Linked DNA regions of Bos taurus: region 2 is linked to region 1. Evidence: chromatin contacts called from public Hi-C data. All regions are on one chromosome and are shown on one strand. The core of a region is the stretch at or near the end of the contact, and the rest is flanking DNA. Distances in the headings are between cores, read along the strand shown. Region 1 holds the start of CCDC117 (coiled-coil domain containing 117). Region 2 has its middle 24 kb from the start of ZNRF3.

Region 1 (3,358 bases), core at 614-3,113:
CTTTAGGGGATGTCTTTTACTCATTTTCTTTTTTAGACATGCAGTATTTTCCCTATCAGTTAAGAGGTGATCAAAAAGTTTGAAAATACAATTCTGATGAGAAGATGGAGAAACACACATTCCCAAAGTTTAAAGGAGTATAAATTGCCAACAACTTGCTTAAAATTCAAAATGCATACATTTAAAGATTGAGCAATTTCCCAGCTAGGAATCCATTTATCTAATTACAAACACAAAGAACTTAAGACCAGGTCACTTTAGATTTGTTAGTATTAAAATCCATCACGGGGAGACTGGTTAATTACCTATTCCTAGCCTTACAACAGAATTCAACTCAACTGTTGAAAAAGAAATGAGATAGAACTCTATGTGTCCATATGCAACAAGTTACAGGAGAGTAAAATGAAAACACCAGTGTTGCAGTGTTAACAGTATGTTACTAATAAATGTAAAAAACCAGAATTATACAGCTATAAACGTGCACATTTTTACATTATCTTCCTTAAGGGGAAACAGGCAATAAGGATAACCCTCTGGGGAGAACTGGGAGCATAAAATTTTGCCTTCTGCTAATTTTAAAAAATTTTGTGCATGTAATAATACTCATAGGCCTCAAAGTTCAAACATGACAATCGCTTATGCCTTAAGAAGCTTCCCTCTGACCTGCCCAGCTCACTGCTCTAAAAGGCAACCTGTGTTGTCAGTTCCTTGGGCCTCCTTTCAGAGACACCTGATGTTCCACCTTTTCACTTAAAAACAAATAGTTATGGATATAAAATAGGTTAAATTAAGTGACCGTTAAGTGACTAAAAAAGCACTTGAAACTTACTCATCCTCCTCCTCCTCCTCTCGCTTGTGTTTCTTTCTACAGTGAGTTGAAATACTGTTAAAACAAACAAACAAACTCAGTCAGTTGAGAAATTTACTGAGCTGGTACTTTCAGCATCCACTTTCAGGCTCCGATAATCTTGCCCACCCCACCACTATCAGCTCTCCCCTCCCTTGTCCTGTGGTATGGATATACAGGTCACACGGTCAGTCAGGTAAAGTGTTGGCTGGTCCTGACAAAAATCACACTGAAAGCTAAATTCATTCGGTCAAGACTGGGAGAGATAAACTGGGGCGACCAGCGTAGGGAAAACCTATCGGGGAAAGCACCATGGTGAGCACTTTAGTTTATGATCCCACTAGAAGGACCCATTTCTCTCCCAAGTTGCGGATGAGGAAACTCAAGAGTCCGAGAGTCGCTTAAAGTTGCCAACAACAGCTGCCGGGCGGCAGTCCGGAGGGAGCGAGGCGTGTGCGCGCCCAGGGCAGCTCCAGGCCCGGGTCTGGCCGGCTCCCACCCCCGCACGCCCAGGGTGAGCAGACCTCTCCTCACTCCCGGCGCTAGCGCGCCGAGGTCGGAACCGGACCCCCGCGCTGTGCGACCTCCGCGATTTACGGCAACCGCCTGTGGGGCTATGTCTCCTCATCCTCAACTTGAGGTTGAAGAGCCCTCGCCAGGGTCGCGAAAAGGGTCAACTAGCCCGCGCCGGAGCCTACACCCGCCCCCGCCGCCCGCCGGTCTCCTCACCGTCCGCGCGCCGCGCTCCCGCCGGAGCTGCTCGGGGTGGCGCGAAGTCCCGGCCGCGGGGCCAGCTCGGCGCCCTCCGTCCCCGGCGGGAAGGCCCGACCGGCGAAGGCCGGCGGCGGCTGCAGGAAGTCCGAGCCACCGCTCAGGGGAAGGCCGCTAAACGGCCGGCCGAGCGCCGCCATCGCCGGGGAGACGAGGAGGCTGCGCCCACGGCCCCGGCCGTCCGCGTCCCCGGGCTCGGCAGCAGCGGCCACAGCGACTGCCGAAAGGTACCCGCCTCTGAGCCCGCTTCCCGACCCCACGTCACGCCTTCTAGAACCCTCCACCCCAAGCCGCCCGGAGCACGCCGGGATTTGTTGTGTGTGGCGAACTGCTAGCGCGAGGGCTGCTGGGAGCTGAAGTCCTTGAGGACTACAAACAAGATGGCTTGTCGTCTTCGGGGCTGGAGTATGGCCCTACCTAGCAGAGGTCCTAGGTCCAAATCCTCACTCGTCAAGTAACCTCTATATCTCAGTTTTCTCAGTAGTAAAACCCGAAAACAGTAGTACCTATGTTTTTAAGATTGACAGGAGAAGTAAATGAATTAAAACCTCTAGAGCCCTTAGACGGAGAAGGTGATGGCACCCCACTCCAGTGTTCTTGCCTGGAGAATCCCAGGGACAGCGGAGCCTGGTGGGCTGCCGTCTCTGGGGTCGCACAGAGTCGGACACGACTGAAGCGACTTAGCAGCAGCAGCAGCAGAGCCCTTAGAAGTTCTAAGTTAGAACACTTCTTGGCACATATAAGTGTTAGTCGCTCAGTCGTGCCCGACTCTTTGCGACCCCATGGACTGCAGACTGCCAGGATCCTCTGTTCATGGACTTTTCCAGGCAAGAATAATACTGGAGTGGGTTGCCATTTCCTTCTTCAGTCTTCGGTGTTTTAATGTAAATGAAGTTGGTGACACTTTAGAGGAAACGGCATGGAAGATCAGGAAAACCCTCAGAGTTCTCCTGAGCGGTATTGGCAAGCCTTCCAGCCTCTCTCTGGGGGCATCTAGAGACAACTGCTTGCTAAAGGGCTAGCAGAGTTGGCCGTCCCAACCATCGATCACGACAGTTACTTCCCATCTCAGGAAACGGCACCATCGTCTAGTCTGAGTTGCTTATACCAAAGTCAATGCCCTTCAGTCAAAGACCACCAAGAACTCACACTTGTGTTGCATATGGACACATAGAATTCTACTTCATTTCCATTTCAACTGTTGAGTGGAATTCTATTGTAAGGCTGTGTGTGCTTAGTAGCTCAGTCGTGTCCTACTCTTTGCGACTCCATGGGCCTGTAGTCCGCCAGGCTTCTGTGTTCATGGGGATTCTCCAGACAGGAATATTGGAGTGGGTTGCCATGCCCTCCTCCCGGAGATCTTCCCACCCTAGGGATCAAACCCAGTCTCCAGCATGGCACGTGGATTGATACCGTCTGAGCCACCAGGAAAGCCCCATTGTAAGGCTAAGTGTAGACAAATCTAAGTTTTTTGTATATATTTGCAAGTAGGTAAATGGATTCCTAGGTGGAAAATTGCTGACAATGTTTTTAAAATAAACATGTTCAATACAATGAGATGCAATGCACCGAATATTTGTGTCCATTGCACCTCATTGTATATTAACCCAGATGGAGTAGAACATGAGGTTAAAAACAAGAAGTCGAAAGAAGCAAACATCAGCAACGAGCATTTATTGAGCACTTACTTCCCTGGTGGCTCAGACGGTAAAGTGTCTGCCTGCAATGCAGGAGACCTGG
Region 2 (3,358 bases), core at 418-2,917, 200 kb before region 1:
TGACAGTGTCTGCTCTCATCACAAATATTTACCACAGTTCTTTAGGCCATTCAAGAGGCAATATTTAAACCATATGGTATGGATACACAGACGGAGAAGGCAATGGCACCCTACACTCCAGTACTCTTGCCTGGCAAATCCCATGGACGGAGGAGCCTGGTAGCCTGCAGTCCATGGGGTCGCTAAGAGTCGGACACGACTGAGCAACTTCCCTTTCACTTTTCACTTTCATGCATTGGAGAAGGAAATGGCAACCCACTCTAGTGTTCTTGCCTGAGAATCCCAGGGACAGAGGAGTCTGGTGGGCTGCCATCTATGGGGTCACACAAAGTCGGACACGACTGAAGCGACTTAGCAGCAGCAGCATGCAATACTCCCCTGATTGTGCATGCAGAAAGTTCAAATGAATGAAACATAAACTGTAAAAGAAGTTAATTTAGCAAGTTTGCTAGATACAAGGTTGATATAATAGCTGGATTTCTACACAAAAACAATTTTAAAGTGAAATATGAAAAAGCACCATGTATAATGGCATCAAAATTAAAATATGTAGCTCAGTTCAGTCCAGTCGGTCCCTCGTCGTGTCTGACTCTTTGACGGCAGCACACCCTGTCCGTCACCAGCTCCTGGAGCTTGCTCAAACTCATTTCCCTTGAGTCGGTGATGCCATCCAACCATCTCATCCTCTGTCGTCCCCTTCTCCTCCTGCCTTCAGTCTTTCCCAGAACTGGGCTCTTTTCCAATGAGTCAGTTCTTCACATCAGGTTCAACACAGTGTCTTTACAAATACAAACAATTAACATATACACACTACTATATATAAAATAAACAAGAGGCTACTATATAGCTAGGGATGTCTACTCAATACTCTGTAATAACCTATATAGGAAAAAGATCTGCAAAAAGAATGGACATATGTACAACTGAATCACTCCGCTGTACACCGGAAACTAATATATTGTAAATCAACTACACCCCAATATAAATTATTTTTTTAAGTTAAAACACACACGCACGCACACACACACACACACACACACACACACACACGGCTTCCTTGGTGGCTGTGGTAAAGAATCCACCTGCCAGTGCAGAAGAACCAAGTTCTATCCCTGATCTGGGAAGATGTCACACGCCGCAGAGCAACTAAGCCCACGTGCCACGACTATGACGCCGCTGCTCCAGAGCCGGGAGGCGCAACTGCTGAGCGCATGCGTCAAAGCCACTGAAGCCTGCGCCCCCTAGAGCCTGTGCTGCACAGCAAGAGAAGCCGCCGCAGTGAGCCCACACGCCGCAACTAGAGAGCAGCCCCCGCTCGCCGAGAAAAGCCTGAGCAGCAGTGAAGGCCCAGCACAGCCAAATACACGTATATAAAAGAAAAAATATATATATACAGGAAAAAAAAAACAACCACCAACGACTATAAAACATTACTGAGAGGAAGTGAAGGATTTCTGAGACGATGCTTGAGTTCCTCATAGTGAACCTTCTCCTTGAGCCCTGGGTGATGCTGTCTTTCTATAAGCACTGAACAAATTAATAGCAAAGGTTTACTTCTTTTATTAGAAACAGTGGCAAAGATGTGACATGCACACTTTCCTGGGTCTTCAGAACAGTCCTGTCCACTGTTATCTCCATTGCTCAAGAGGACACTGAGAGTCAGAGAGTTCCAGTAACTTGCTCAAAGTCACACAGACAGCAAACTCTCACCCAAGCCTGTCTGACTTGGGTAACAGTGCTCTGAATCACCACTGAAATGCTAGAAACTCAGTCTTAAGATTTGTACCGAGGCAATAATTTTACGTGCAAGGTTGTAGGAACGTTTCTAACGTGAGATTTCAGAAATTCCACAAAATGACCAAGATTGATTCTTATGCCAGAAACCCTGGGTGGGAGTCAACCATTGGAATAGTCGTCACTTGCACATGCAGTGATGACAAATGGCCACTAGATGGCCCTGCAGCTCGTTACGGTGTCCGTGCTCTCTACCTCGGCCTCTGTTCATGGTGGCCAAACCACAGAAAAAACAGAGAAATGACAAAACTGTGCAGAATGCGGGGGCTTATTTTTCAAAAAGCTCAGTGTACTAAATGTAAAAGACCATCCTCTACTCTGAGATCATGCCCTTCTTACTTTGGGGGATGGTAATAGATGGTTACCCTTTCGTTAGCAAATTCTTTCTTGGCAAAATTGACCTATCACGGGATACCTTTTAAAAAAAAAATTGGCACCTCCCTGGCGAACTACTGGTTAGGACTCCACGAATCCACCACAGGGAGCTTGGGTTTGATCCCTGATCAGGGAACTAAGATCCCATGTGCTGCACAGCAAATCCTTCCCCTACCCTATCCCCCTGGCCTGCTGACCTGCTGACCTCAAAAAAAAAAAAAATGCTAAACTGTGCATTCAGAAAGTCTGGGATCAGTAGAGTACTAGCTTCTCAGGAAAAATGGATCCAGGTCAACCGTAGTAGTGTGGTGTGAAGGTTCTCAGCCCTCCAGGCAGCAGCCCTTGAAAAAAGCTACATACAGTACCTAAGAAAGTTACAGACATAAATACCACACTTAGAAGCTTTTTTAAAAATAGTGAAATGGAAAGTTGATAAAAGAATCATCAAGTCAAGTAAGTGCAGAGTCAGTAAAAATTTCCCAAGGGAAATAGTGACTCAGTTGTTAAAACAGCTGGAGTATCAGGAAGGTAGAAGATGTGAGATGGCTAGAGAGAGAAAAAGGCAAGAAATCTTTTGGGTTTTTTTAAGTTCATTTACTTGGCTGTGCAGGGTTTTAGTGCAGCATGTGGGATCTATTAATAGCTCCCTAACCAGGAACTGAACCCATGCCCCGGGCTTTGGGAGCACAGAGTCTTAACCACTGAACCACCAGGGAAGTCTCCAAAGGAAGAAGTCTTGTATAGAGTTGCAGGTCAAGGCCCAGCTAAGGGATCGGCAAGAACCTGCCTAGGCCTGGGGATGTTCTGAAACGGAAGGAGAGGGAATTGGGCAGGCTTTTGCTTTGCACTTAAAGATGGTGAGTCTCTGGGTGTGGCCAAAAGGCCACAGGGATAGGTGTAGAAGACCATCCAGTTATGGACACAGCTATTGTTGTCTACGTTTTTTTCTTTTCATAAGAACTGTTAAAATGTGAGCCCCTCACTCAGTCTGGCCTTGCTTCCAGACGTCTAGACTGCCTCCCGCTGCCCACCCTCACCAAGTCAGTCTGCTGCTGTCTTTCTGTGTTTTCCTCAGTGTTTCTTTGGCTAATAACTTCCAGTGGGAGGGAGGCTCAAGAGAGGAGATATATGCATACTTACAGCTGACTCATGTTGTTGTACAGTAGAAACCAACACAACACTGTAAAGC

Evidence for each region. Hi-C and Micro-C count contacts between places; a contact is called where the count stands out from the background.
Region 2: a contact with region 1 is called in a Hi-C map of liver, with 10 times the contacts expected there. The contact joins the enhancer-like site here to the promoter of CCDC117 in region 1. A contact is called at or near these places in 2 of 11 Hi-C or Micro-C datasets (4-cell embryo and liver).

The regions. Positions count from the first base shown.
Region 1 is chr17:68,036,940-68,040,297 of ARS-UCD2.0, reverse strand. CCDC117 (coiled-coil domain containing 117) reads right to left here and starts at 1,863. Exons shown (of 5, transcript NM_001105634.2): 1 at 1,577-1,863; 2 at 830-883. The coding sequence starts at 1,758.
Region 2 is chr17:68,233,745-68,237,102 of ARS-UCD2.0, reverse strand. No RefSeq gene overlaps it. Among named protein-coding and RNA genes, the nearest start is that of ZNRF3, 24 kb to the left of the region's middle. Within about 2 kb of position 1,667, at least 20 of the 102 cell types and tissues checked have an H3K27ac peak or open chromatin away from gene starts, as enhancers often do. A contact at or near this core is called in liver, where this site is marked.